Linked DNA regions of Sus scrofa: region 1 is linked to region 2. A link is a contact called in public Hi-C data. All regions are on one chromosome and are shown on one strand. Each heading gives the region's core, a stretch centred on a gene start, on an enhancer-like site or on the middle of the called end of the contact. The rest is flanking DNA. Distances are from core to core; before and after follow the strand shown. Region 1 holds the start of GNL2 (nucleolar GTP-binding protein 2). Region 2 holds the start of DNALI1 (axonemal dynein light intermediate polypeptide 1).

Region 1 (6,532 bases), core at 1,339-3,838, 34 kb after region 2:
CAGCTCCGATTGGACCCCTAGCCTGGGAACCTCCATTAGCCACAGAAGCGGCCCAAGAAATGGCAAAAAGACAAAAAAAAAAAAAAAGAGAAAAAAAAACTAGATTTCTGGAGTTCCCGTTGTGGCTCAGTGATTAATGAATCCGACTAGAAACAGTGGGGTTGTGGGTTCAATCCCTGGCCTCGCTCAGGGGTTAAGGATCCAGCGTTGCCGTGAGCTGTGGTGTAGGTTGCAGATGCGGCTCGAATCTGGTGTTGCTGTGGCTCTGGCAAAGGCCAGCAGCTACAGCTCCGATTAGACCCCTAGCCTGGGAACTTCCATATGCCTTGGGTGCGGCCCCAGGAAAAAAAAAAAAAAAAAAGAAAAGAAAAGAAAACCAGATTTCCATCTGACAGATGTCCACCCTGAGATTTAACAGGTCAGTGGTGGAGGCCAAGGCTGGGAGGAACGAAGAAGGGAGGGGGTTGTGGAGCATTGCGACACAAGCACTATTTCACCACCCACTCCTCAGGTCTTTAACCAACAATTTAAGGTGTATCACATAAAATGATATTTGAAAATACACTACTCTTATCTGGAGGAAGTGGGGGTGGGAACATGAAAGGGTCAACAGGTGTCAGCTACAAGCCAAGAGCATTTAGGAAAGGGGGAGGGACGAGAGTGCCCACACTCACCTGCGCTCCTTCTGCCTGTACATATTCAGGCGGCGGATTGTGGCCCGGTCCCTCATGTTCTGGCCTCCTGCGCCCTGCACTCGATCTAGCAAACACAGCAGACCGGCACACTTTTTGATAACCAGCAAGTCCAAGCACAGCCACTGCTTCAAACACACCAACCAGTTTGCTCAAAGTAGGCAAGCTGCCCCCTCATGGCAAACTCCCCACTTTCTCCATGTGCTGCTCCCACAAAATCATTACAGGAAGCTACATGGTATATGCATGACAAAGCGGACAGAATCTTGAACCCTCCACAGGACTGAGTTTGATAACGGTAACAGGTACTATTTCTGAGCACTAATTATGGCACTTTACTAGTCACATTACAGGCATTATACAATAATCCTATAAAGACAGATACATTATCCCCATTCTGCAGGTGAGAAACTGAGGCACAGTAGGCAGACATCTCGTACAAAGCCACAAATGGCAGAGCCAGAATTTGGACAAAAGCATCTGGCCACGACCTGTGTTCTTAACTACTAAGATGCCTTCCTCTGGGCCTCAGTTTAACAAATACTGAGCACCTGCTATAAGCAAAGCATCATGAAGACTATGATTCTAATACATATATGTTCCTAATGTACCAGCTTTTTCATTTCCCAATGTTTGATCTCAGTGTAATCAACAGCAAATAAATAGTAATTCTTGCCTTACACCTCAGAGAGAAAAAGGACAAATGAGCATACTGGCCTGGCTTCTCAAGTCACCTGTCTACTCCTGAAGTGATGCAGTAGAAAACAGACTGAAATCACAGGACTGGTGGCTCTACTACTCACTAACTGTACCAACTGTGACAAGCCACTTGCCCTATTTTGGCTAGGTCTCTTCATCTATCATGTCTTGGTCTGTAACGGCCTTATCGGGTCTAACTGTAAAATTCCAGTCTACACCAGCGGAATAATTTATCAGCAATCTAGGGAAAACATTCAACATGAATCAAAATTTAAAAAAAACCTTTAAGCCATATCTTAATACATTTTATTAACCAAACCCGAATGGAAGGGACTCCCCCCAAAGTTATCTTGTTCATCTTGTGGTGGAACCTCACACACATCTTAAAAAACATCTTTACTGAAATGACTGTAGTGATTTATCTGCAGCGTTTTCTATGCACTTTACCAGACGGGACGACCCCAAGAGCCAAATCTACAATTTCTTTCTCATTTCAATGGTCAAAGCAAAGGTGGCAGGCAAGTGTGGGCCAGTGCAAAAGGCCAGCTGGGTCGGGCTACATCCCTTTTAGTCTTGATTTCATCTAATTTACTTTTAGTAATTCCTTGAGCTGGAGAGCTGGACTCATACAAGACTGAACTATATTGGGGAAGGGGCTTCAACACGTGACACACACAGGAACACAAGAAGTCACATTTAAGAGCCCCCTGACAACTCGGAGCTTGCACCTCTCAGTCGGAGACGCCCTAAGACTGCCAGGCCTGAGTGTTCACTTCTCCCGGCTTTAGACCCATTGCCTGGCATCTAGTCTTGACGGACGTGCCAGAGTCAGCCCTCCTCAGGGCCTCCGAACAAGGAATTATCCTCCTTCTCATCCTCAAAGGCCACTTTGCTTGAGCTCAGTTCATGTAAAACCACCCGGCGTCCCTCCCCCCAAGCTTCCTCCAAAGCCCCACCCTCCGCGAGCCCCGCTGCCTGTACCGGGATTTGTGCTGGCATTAGAAGGGTTGATAGTACTCCGTCCTTTGTACTTGGGCTTCACCATCTTGCCGAAGGGACGGGGACCGGAGTGCTGGGTCCGGCCTGTGTCAGGTAAAACAGCTCTTAACTTCCCAAAACGAACCGAGGTCACCCGCTCGAACTACGCTGGACCGCGTGCGCAGGCCGACGTCACTTCCGCTCGCACCCCGTGCTTCCCCCGAACGACTTCCGGCGAACGCGCGCCGCCGCACTCCTGGCTCCGCCCCCGCGCCGGCCTCTTAGATGTTTCCTTGCGTCCAGCCCCGCCTCGCTTTCTCCCTAGCAACCGCCAAGCTACATTCCATAGCAACCGCCTGGTTACCCAGGACGCGCGGCCTAGAACCGCTAGTGGAGTCCACGCACAAACTTAGGTGCCTCTTCCCAGGTCAATGACACAAGCTTGAGTTTAATTATCTTCTGAATTTGTCCTCTAAGCCCTTCCAAACGTCGCCGACCACACAGCAGCTAAATACCAACTAGATCTTGTCACCCTTCTTAAAATTCCAGAGAGAGAGAAAGAGAGAGAGATTTAAACTCTTGGCCATTCCTGCAGAATTCTGCATGATCTGGTCCCTGCGTATTTACTTGACCTCATTTGTACCTCCCTCCTTCTGGTTATTCTGACATTTACACTGGCTGTTCCTTCTGCCTGAATCATCATTTCCCTAAACCTTTGCATAGCTAGTTCCTTCTGATCTTTCAGTTCTTAGCTCAAATGTCACCTACTGGTAGGGTTGCAAGTGTTAGCAAATAAAAAAACAGGATTGCCCAATTAAATTTGTTATTCTTTCCCCAGTTAAATTTGAATTCCAGATAAACAATGGAATATATTTTAGTATAAGTATGCCCCAGGCAATATTTGGGACATACTTATACTAAACATGTTTATTATTTATATGAAATTCAAATTTAATTGGGCATCCTGTATTTTATCCGGCAACCCTTTCTTCTGGGAGAAGTCTTTCCTGTCTAATTGGTCTAACTCAGCCATCTCCCATTCTTCTGTAGTTATTCGCTTATAGTATTTGGTTGTATTTATTTCATGGCACTTATTCTTACTTGAAATTAGGTTGTTTCCAAGTTTATCGGCTGCTTCCCCCAAACTGGATTGCAAGCTTCTTGAGAGTAGAGACCTCAAAAGTTTGTTCACTGCTGTGTCTACAAGACTTCAAAAAAACCTTGAAATATAGTAAGGACTAAATACATATTCACTGAATGAAGGAATGAATGGATGACATCTTAGCTAGGGCTGCTATAAAAAAATACCATAGACTGAGTGGCTTAAACCACAAACATTGATTTCTCATCATGCTGGGGGCTGGGAAGTCAAAGGTCAGGGTGCCCGCATGGTTTGGTTCCTAGTGAGAACTCTCTTCCTAGCTTGTAGACATCTATCTTCTCACTGTATCCTCACAGGCTGGGGAAAGGGGAAGGTCACTGGTCTCTTCCTCTCCTTAGAAGGGCACTAATCCCATCATGGGCTGCATCCTCATGACCTCATCTAAACCTAATTATCCTCCCAATACCATCACATCAGGGATTAGAGTTTCAATACATAAGTTTTGTCAATACATAACATTTAGTCACTAGCAGATGGGAATATCTCCACATTCCTGAAGGGAAATGAGGGCAGTAAGACCTAGCAGTTTCTGTTTTGACTAGCTAAAATAAAGTCTCTAGGTGTCTGTGTTTCAACCTCCCTCTTTTTTTGGCACTTCAAGTTGCCAGGAAGGGTCCATCACTGTGGTCCATCCTCTCCTACGGGAGAGGCCAGAGAAGAAGTACTTAGGCAGGAAGAAGGTGGATCCTGTGCTGGCGTGTAGCTCATCCCAGAAAAACAAACAACTTGATATAAAGTGAGGTCCTCGAATTGTGGGACGGATGACTGAGTCTGTGAGTCTGAAACAAACAAACTCCCAAACATTCTTTCTAGAGAAAAAACAGGCCATGCCCTAGACAGGAGTGGGAAATACCTTCTCTCCCTTGAGAATCACTTTTATTGCCCCCAGGGCAATAGCAGGAGCTTAAACACAACTTTGCTGAAATGGCCCTGACCTTGACACGGTGTTTGAAGGAGCATCTGAGAGCTGGTCAGAAGCAACTTCATGCCCTGTGAAGATCCAAAGTTGTCCCCTTCTGCCTCACACTGTCCCTTTGGTCCCCTAAACAAGGGTGCAAAAGCCCACTTCCAGAGAAGAGACAAGGATAATATGTTTCTGATGCCTCAATTAGGTTCAAACCAGAATAAACACGAATGGCAAAAATCAGCCCATGAGCTCATTCAAGGCTTTGATCAGAGACATAATTTCATTATGAAATTTTGAATCAGGCTGTTGTGAAGTCTTGCCAAGGAGTTTCATTTTCCCAGATGATATGGTGGGTTGTTTCTCTCCTGTTCTCATACTCAGCTTGCATTTAACATATGAACTTTCCATCTATTTTTATAATCTGATCCATCAATCCTTTTACAGCAGTATTTGCTGATCCCAACAACCAACTTCAGTTCTACCAGCTGATAATAAACCTGATCCAGGAAGGTCAAGCTAAACTTATTGGTTTGGTTTGCTTGCCCTGCTCACCGCGCATGTCATATGTTTCCCACATATATCCTTCCTGATGTCATGGTGACCGGAGGAGTCAAGACATACCTCCAGGCCTATAATTTCTCAGCTTTAAAACAGACGTGTTAATTTACCTACCCAGAAAGACTGCAGTGTGGTCATGTGAATTATGGTACTTGAAAGACTTGCGTGCCCGGTATACATCGTGTAATTGGGATGCTTTCTTTCCCGCCAAACCCAGGCTTAGCGCCCCACTCCCTGGAATCTGGCTCATAGGAAGCACAGGTTTATGGGCATGGGAATGGAACAGAAAGGTGGTTTGAAATGCCAAGCTTTGGGCCACTTTTTTTTTTTTTTTTTTGTCTTTTTGCTATTTCTTTGGGCCGCTCCCGCGGCACATGGAGGTTCCCAGGCTAGGGGTTGAATCGGAGCTGTAGCCACCGGCCTACGCCAGAGCCACAGCAACACAGGATCCGAGCCACATCTGCAACCTACACCACAGCTCACGGCAATGCTGGATCATTAACCCACTGAGCAAGGGCAGGGACCGAACCCGCAACCTCATGGTTCCTAGTCGGATTCGCTAACCACTGCGCCACGACGGGAACTCCCTGGGCCACATTCTGATTGGAAAGAATGGACTGGTGTTTTCACAGGATGGAGAGAATCTTGACCTAGTTTCCTTCTTCATTCTGTAAAAATGTTTGCATTGGGATCTCATGGACAAGTAGCCTCAGTTTCTAAAGAGGTGTTTTTTTCAAAGTGAGATCTGAGGCCCAGTAGCATCAGAAACACATAGGGGAGCTGGTAAAAGTGCAGACTCTTGACCTTCGCCCAAGACCCACTGAGATCAGACCCTCTGGAGGTGGGACCCAGAGAATATACACACTTATATATAATACACACTTTTATTGGAGTATAGTTGATTTACAATGTTGTGTTACAATGTTGTGTTAGTTTCAGGTGTTTAACAGCAAAGTGATTCAGTTATGCATAGACATTTATCCATTCTTTTTTTCTTCTTTTTTTACAGCCACACCTATGGCATATGGAAGTTCCCAGATTAGGGGTGGAATTGGAGCCACAACTGCAGGCTTATACCACAGCCACACCCACACTGGATCTGAGCTGCATCTGTGACCTACTCTGCAGCTTTCGGCAATGCCAGATCCTTAACCCACTGAGTGAGGCCAGGGATCGAACCCTCATCCTCACAGAGGCTACGTCACTGAGCCACAACTGGAACACCTGACATATATCCATTCTTTTTCAGATTCTTTTCCCATAGAAGTTATTGCAGAATATTGAGTAGAGTTCCCTGTGCTACATAATAGGTCCTGGTTGATTATTCATGTTATATATAAAACAGCGTGTATACGTTCATTTTAAAGAAACTACTCAAATGATTCCTGTAAACACAAATGTCTAAGATCTGAAAAGCAAAACCTTTCCCCAAAGTCCCCCTGAAGCTTCCTGATGGGCTGACTGGAAGGCAGCCTGAGTAAGACCCAGGTCCTTTTCCACCTATCCTAAATTCTCTTTTTTCTCAGCAGAGCCAGC
Region 2 (6,033 bases), core at 3,372-5,871:
TGCGAGCTGTGGTGTAAGTTGCAGACGCAGCTCAGATCTGTTGCTGTGACTGCAGTGTAGGCCGGCAGCTGTAGCTCCAATAAGACGCCTAGCCTGGGAACCTCCATATGCTGGGGGTGTGGCCCTAAAAAGCAAAAAAATAAAGAAATTTAAAAAATAAAATAAAAAGCCAATTCTCCCCCAAATACAATTTTAACATAATTCCAATCAAAATCCCAGCACAATCTTATAGATACGAACAAGACTATTCCATTTCATATGGAAATACAAAGGAACTAGAATCACTAAAACAATTTTTAAAAAGAAGAAAGTGAAAGAATCAGTCTATCCAATTTGAGAACATATTATATAGCTGCAGTAATCAAAACTGCAGTATTGGCAGAATGACAGATCAATGGAAGAGAGAACCCAGAAATATAGGCACACACATGCCCAACAGATTTTTGACAAAAGAAGCAAAAGCAATTAAAGGAATTAAATTCCAACAAATGGTGTTGAAGCAAGTGGACATTCATGGGCCAAAATATGAAATCTGATCTAAGGCTCTCACCTTATATTAAAACAAACTCAAAATAGATCACAGACCTAAATCACAAATATTAAGAAAAAAACCATTCTTTTGGGATTGAGGGCCAGGGAAAAATTTCTTAGACACCAAAAGCATAATCTATAAAAGGAAAATGGATAAGCTGGACTCCACCTAAGCTGAAAACTTTCACTCAGAGAAAAACCCTATTAAGAGAATGAAAAGACAAGACACAGACAGGAAGAAAACACTGGCAAACCATTCACCCCAAAAGACCTAGTATTGAAGAATATGAAAAAGAATTCTTAAAACTCAAGAGTTTAAAAAAACAAACAAAACAAATAATCCAACTAGAAAACAGGCAGAAGACATGAAGAGACATTTCACATGAGAGGAAATATAGACGGCAAATAAGCACATGAAAAGCTGGTCAACACCATCAGCCTCAGGGAAATGCAAACTAAAAATCACAGTAGCACTTTCATACCTATCAGAATGGCTAAGAAAAAAAAAAAAAAACAAAAACGTGTGCCAATACCATATGCAGGTGAGGATGCAGAGAAATTGGATCACTCACACATTATAGGTGGAAATGTAAAATGGTGTAGCCACTGTTATGTTGTGCTCGCTCCAAATTTATATGTTCAAGTCCCAATCCCCCCATCTAAGAATGTAACCAAATTTTGTGGAGGTGAGATTTAAAAAAAAAAAAAACAAAAAACTGGTTGAGTTGAAAGGAGTTGACACCCTAATCCAACATGGCTGTTGTGGTTAATAGGAAGAGACATGAGCCAGGGACATGAGCCACTGAGGAAAGGCTATGTGAGAACACAGCTGGGACAGTGACTAGCTGCAAGCCAAGGAGAGAGGCCTCAGGAGAAACCAAACAGCTGAAACTTTGGTCTGTGACTTCTAGCCTCTAAAACTGTGGAAAAAATACAGTTTTTGTTGTTTAAGGCAGCCAGTTTGTGGTATTTTGTTATGGAAGACCTAGAAAATTAACACAGCACTCTGGAAAACAGTGTGGCAATTTCTTAAAAAAATTAAACATGGAACTATCATACCATACAGCAACTGCACCCCCAGGCATTCATCCCAGAGAAATAAAAACTCATGTTCACACAAAAACCTGTACACAAATGTTTACACAGCAGCCTTATGTCTAAGAGCCAAAAACTGTGAACAACCCAGATGTTCCTTAATGGGAAAATGGTTAAACCCATACCAGTGAATATCATTCGGCAATAAAAAGAATGAACTACAGAGATGCAATAATCTAAATGCATCTGCAAAGAATTTTGCAGAATGGAAAAAAGCCAATCCCATAAGACTGCATACTGTATGATTTCATTTACATAATATTTGTGAAATGACAAAATTACAAAATGGAAACGAGATGAGAAGCTGCCAGGAATTGAGGGCTAAGGGTGCGAAGGAAATGAATATGACTACAAAAGGACTATATGAGGGATCTTGTGGTGATGGAAAGGTTTTGCATGTTAACTGTATTGATGTCAATATTTTGGTTGTGAATAGATAATCAACAAGGACCTACTGTACACCAGAGGGAACTATCATTAAACTATACTTTAATTAAAAACAAAAACCACTTTTCCCTTAAAAATTTTTTCTGGTTGGAATAGAGTTCTATAATTATGTAAAATGCTTCCAATGGGAGAAACAACCACTTCTGTATTATTTTCTTACAACTGCAGGTGAATCAACAGTTATCTCAAAATAAAAGGTTTAGTTTAACGAAGTAAACAGGCAGACAAAAAAACCCCAAAAAGCCAGTTTCTAGAAAAGCCCACCGCAGGCAGAGGTGAACACACACACAACACTCCAGCTCTGATGGAGCCGGTATGAAAACATCTCAATCCGCTTACCTGCTTCACTTTGACTGTTGAGTGGTGAGGACTTCGGCTTCTCCTACTCCGGGGAGACTTGCTTCTTCTCCCCGAGGACTTATTTTTCTTTCTCGGTGGGGACCTGTTCAGAGAATGGTACACATAAATTTCATCTCAATTTTCATTCGCTCATACAAATTAGCTTCAAGTATCAGGCCTATCTACTAACACAAACATCACATTTGTGAAGGCTTCTGCTGATCACACTAAAGGAGTCAGGAGCTTCACTTTTTCAGCCCTGAATGTCTCCCACATATGTAGCTGCCAATTGAAACTTCTCACTTCGATAAGAGAAGGCTAAATTCCCACCTCTCAACTTTCCTATCTTTGCCATCAGGGTAACTGATACCACTATCCATCCGTTCCTCAGGCCAAAAACCTAGAAGTCATCCTAGATTCTTTTTTTTTCTCCCCCTTACCACCAAGAGGCCCCATGCTCCTCCCCAACACGCTCACAATCAATCAGCAAGTCCTCTGGCTCCAGGCTCTACCTCTTCTCTCTCCCACCGCATTCCTACCCACCTCACTATACCGGATCCCCTCCCCTCCTCCTTTTCTAGAAGGAACACAATTAATTCCACTTCAGGATCTTTGCACTGCTTGTTTTCTCTGATTAGATCTTTACAAGCCTGGATTATTTTTATCAATCAGGTTTCAGGTCAAGTGGCAGACTTTTCACAGAGAACCACTTCTCTCCACTCTCTATGACATTACTGTCTTAACCTATCCCTAGTACTTGTTACTAACAAATTATTTTCTTTATTTCCTTGTTATTCTGTCTCAGGGCTAGAGCATCTCAGTTTCACCAGGGTAGAGATCATCTATCATGCTCATTCTTTCCACCCCAATACCCAGGACGGCCTGCCTGCCTGCCTCATATTTTCTTTTCTTTTTCTTTCTTTCTTCCTTTTTTTTTTTTTTTTTTTTTTTGTCTTTTTAGGGCCACACCCTTAGCATATGGAAGTTCCCAGGCTAGGGGTCAAATCAGAGCCACAGCTGCTGGCCTACGCCACAGCCATAGCAACACAGGATCAGAGCCGCATCTTCGACCTACAATGCAGCTTATGGCAACGCTGGATCCTGAACCCACTGATCGAGGCCAGGGATGAATTCTACATCCTCATAGTCCTCAAGAATACTAGTCCAGTTCGTTACTGCTGAGGTACAATGGGAACTCCCATTATTTTCTTTATTTCAGTTTTATCTGTGTATAATTTTACAGTTTGATTCAAATTCCACATATACATTTATATTTTAAAAAATTGTACATAGCTATTTTCCACATTATTTTATAACCTATGAGGTCTTTAGCACATAATAAGTACTCGACAAAACTATGTCGAATGAATGAATAAATTGTTCGCAAAAGACAATTTCCCCCCAGAATATCAGACAGATCACCTAGGCTCAGGATATGAAAACTTCTTGGGGCAGATAACTGAAAAAATAACCCCATTTGGAGGCAGGTGGGAAAAATCTTTCATTTCAACATAAACTATCATTGTCATCAGCTGGACCATACTCGGAGAAATGCTGAGCACACAGAGATGAAGGAGCAAGAACTTGCCCATCAGGCATTAGGCGTTTAACGCCCAGGTATAACGCAAGTAACAGGTATCAGAGTAAACGTTAACACACTCACAACCGGTCACTTCTATCGCCTTAGGATTAATTCAAGCTGCCGCGCTCAGCATTCAAGGTGTGCTCCTGGTGCCAGCCCTGTCCCCCTTTCTCAAAAAGCCCGACCTCAGGTCTACCCCAGGCTGCTTCCCACTTACCGGCTACCTCCTCGAGCTCGGTTCCCGCGGTGACCGGGGCGGCCTGACTCGCCGGCCAGCGGGGAAGGGCTACCGCCGGAGGAGTCCGGACGGCGATGGACAGGAGGCGCGGATTCCGGGCTGAGGCGCTCCTGCTTCACCACCACCGTCGCCGCCGCCACCATGTCCCCGTCCCGGTGCCTTCGCCGACTTCCCCGCTCCCGCTCGCTCTTCACCTCCTTCATGCTGTGAAACGGCTGAGCCAAGGAAAAACAGGACCGTCGCGCTCCTCTCCGTGAAGGAAATGACGGACTTGAGTCCTGGACTTCCGCTTCCGGGTGCGCGCTCTCCCAGAAACCCTCGCGGCGGATAACGCGATCAGAATCCCGAGTGGGCGGGGCCTTAGGGACCCGACTCTGTGGGGCGGGAGTTTTAGGTTTCAAAAACAAATTGGGGGGAAAAAGCTCCTCTCAAGGTTGTTTGTTGACGCGTTATTACTAGTTACTAAACATGGGGACAAACTACACATCCAGCAGTAGAAAAGAGATTATGTCACCATTTGCAATGGTATTTACAAACTATACGACAAATGGAAAAAAGTCTGACTTGTTAAATGGAAGAAGCAAGATGCAAAATTGTGCGCAGACTGTGATGACATTTACGTTTGGAAATACGAAGGAAAGGGGAAGAGAAGGAAATGCAATCACAGATCGTAGCCCGGGCAAATCGTCGGCCGGGCAAATCGTCGCCATTTCTCCATTAAAGGCAAACTCTTTTTAAAACCTGGGAACTTTAAATGCCTTCCTCTGGGAATCTTCCTCAGCCTTCACTGAGGAGTCAAATGATTCCATTTGCGGGTGACAAAATCCAGGATCAGCGAAAGTGATCTGCGCCTTACTCAAACCGTGAGCTGGACGCAGCGAAGGGATCCAGAACTCAAGTTTCCCCTGCTTCCAAGAGTGCTAAGGCGATCCCGGTGAGCAGGAGGCTTGACAAGCTAAACGCAGGAGAACTTTCCTCGAAGGTTGAGCAGAAAGAAACTCTCGAGCTGCTGGCCCCGCCCCGCCTCGAAGCCCCGCCCAGGCCATGAGGATGTCAAGGACGTTTCCATGGCGACGGCAAACACTGCCCTGACAGGAGGGTCGCTGCTGTGCTGCTACCCTCGCCGCCGCCATGATCCCCCCCGCCGACTCTCTGCTCAAGTATGATACCCCGGTATTGGTGAGCCGCAACACGGAGAAACGGAGTCCCAAAGTAAGGAGGAGTCTCAGGATGGGGGAGCTCGGAAACTCCCACGGGGAATGACAGATCCCTGCCTTGAGGATTGGGAGTCCCAAGGGACAGAGGGTGCAGTGACTGGGAATAAAGGGAATTAGGACCAGGCAAGGAGGGTGGGAGAGCGGTACAAGAAGCCCAGATGTTGGGTGATCCTAAGGGCAGATTTAGGATGGGAAAAAAAGTCACAGAGAGATGGATGGGGCTCCCTGCCCTATCCAGGTAGTGTACAAGGATAGATCTGATAGTGACTGGCCCCATCTCTAAAGGTAAGAAAGTAAAGGCCTGAGCAACATCTGCACAAGGAGATAGAAGCATTGAGTTGGGGTGGGACCAGAGATTCTTCATGGCCTCCTTCAGCTCTGAAACATAACTTCTAATGAGGAAGAGTGATCTGAGAATGGGGGAGAGGTATGCGAGTGACCCGGTGAAAGCCTGCCAAAGTGTGTGGAGCTGAGTGTCTAAATCACCTCCTGTCCCACCTTGTCCTTCCTTCTCAGGCTCGGCTACTGAAAGTCAGCCCCCAGCAGCCTGGACCCTCAGGTCCTGTCCCACAGCCACCGAAGAC

The links. A called contact is a pair of places that touch in the nucleus more often than the background predicts.
Region 1: a Hi-C map of embryonic fibroblasts shows a contact between it and region 2, with 2.4 times the contacts expected there. The contact joins the promoter of GNL2 here to the promoter of DNALI1 in region 2. A contact is called at or near these places in 1 of 5 promoter capture datasets (liver), 7 of 47 Hi-C or Micro-C datasets (differentiating spermatogonia, embryonic fibroblasts, epiblast stem cells and 3 more) and 2 of 2 datasets of contacts at active chromatin or transcription factors (alveolar macrophages and skeletal muscle).

Annotation. Positions count from the first base shown.
Region 1 is chr6:93,643,392-93,649,923 of Sscrofa11.1, forward strand. GNL2 (nucleolar GTP-binding protein 2) reads right to left here and starts at 2,589. Exons shown (of 16, transcript XM_021095967.1): 1 at 2,373-2,589; 2 at 675-759. The coding sequence starts at 2,436.
Region 2 is chr6:93,607,642-93,613,674 of Sscrofa11.1, forward strand. It overlaps DNALI1 (axonemal dynein light intermediate polypeptide 1), which reads left to right and starts at 4,622. Exons shown (of 7, transcript XM_003361926.3): 1 at 4,622-5,328; 2 at 5,330-5,444; 3 at 5,966-6,033. The coding sequence starts at 5,300. SNIP1 (smad nuclear-interacting protein 1) reads right to left here and starts at 4,528. Exons shown (of 4, transcript XM_021095969.1): 1 at 4,212-4,528; 2 at 2,413-2,515. The coding sequence starts at 4,435.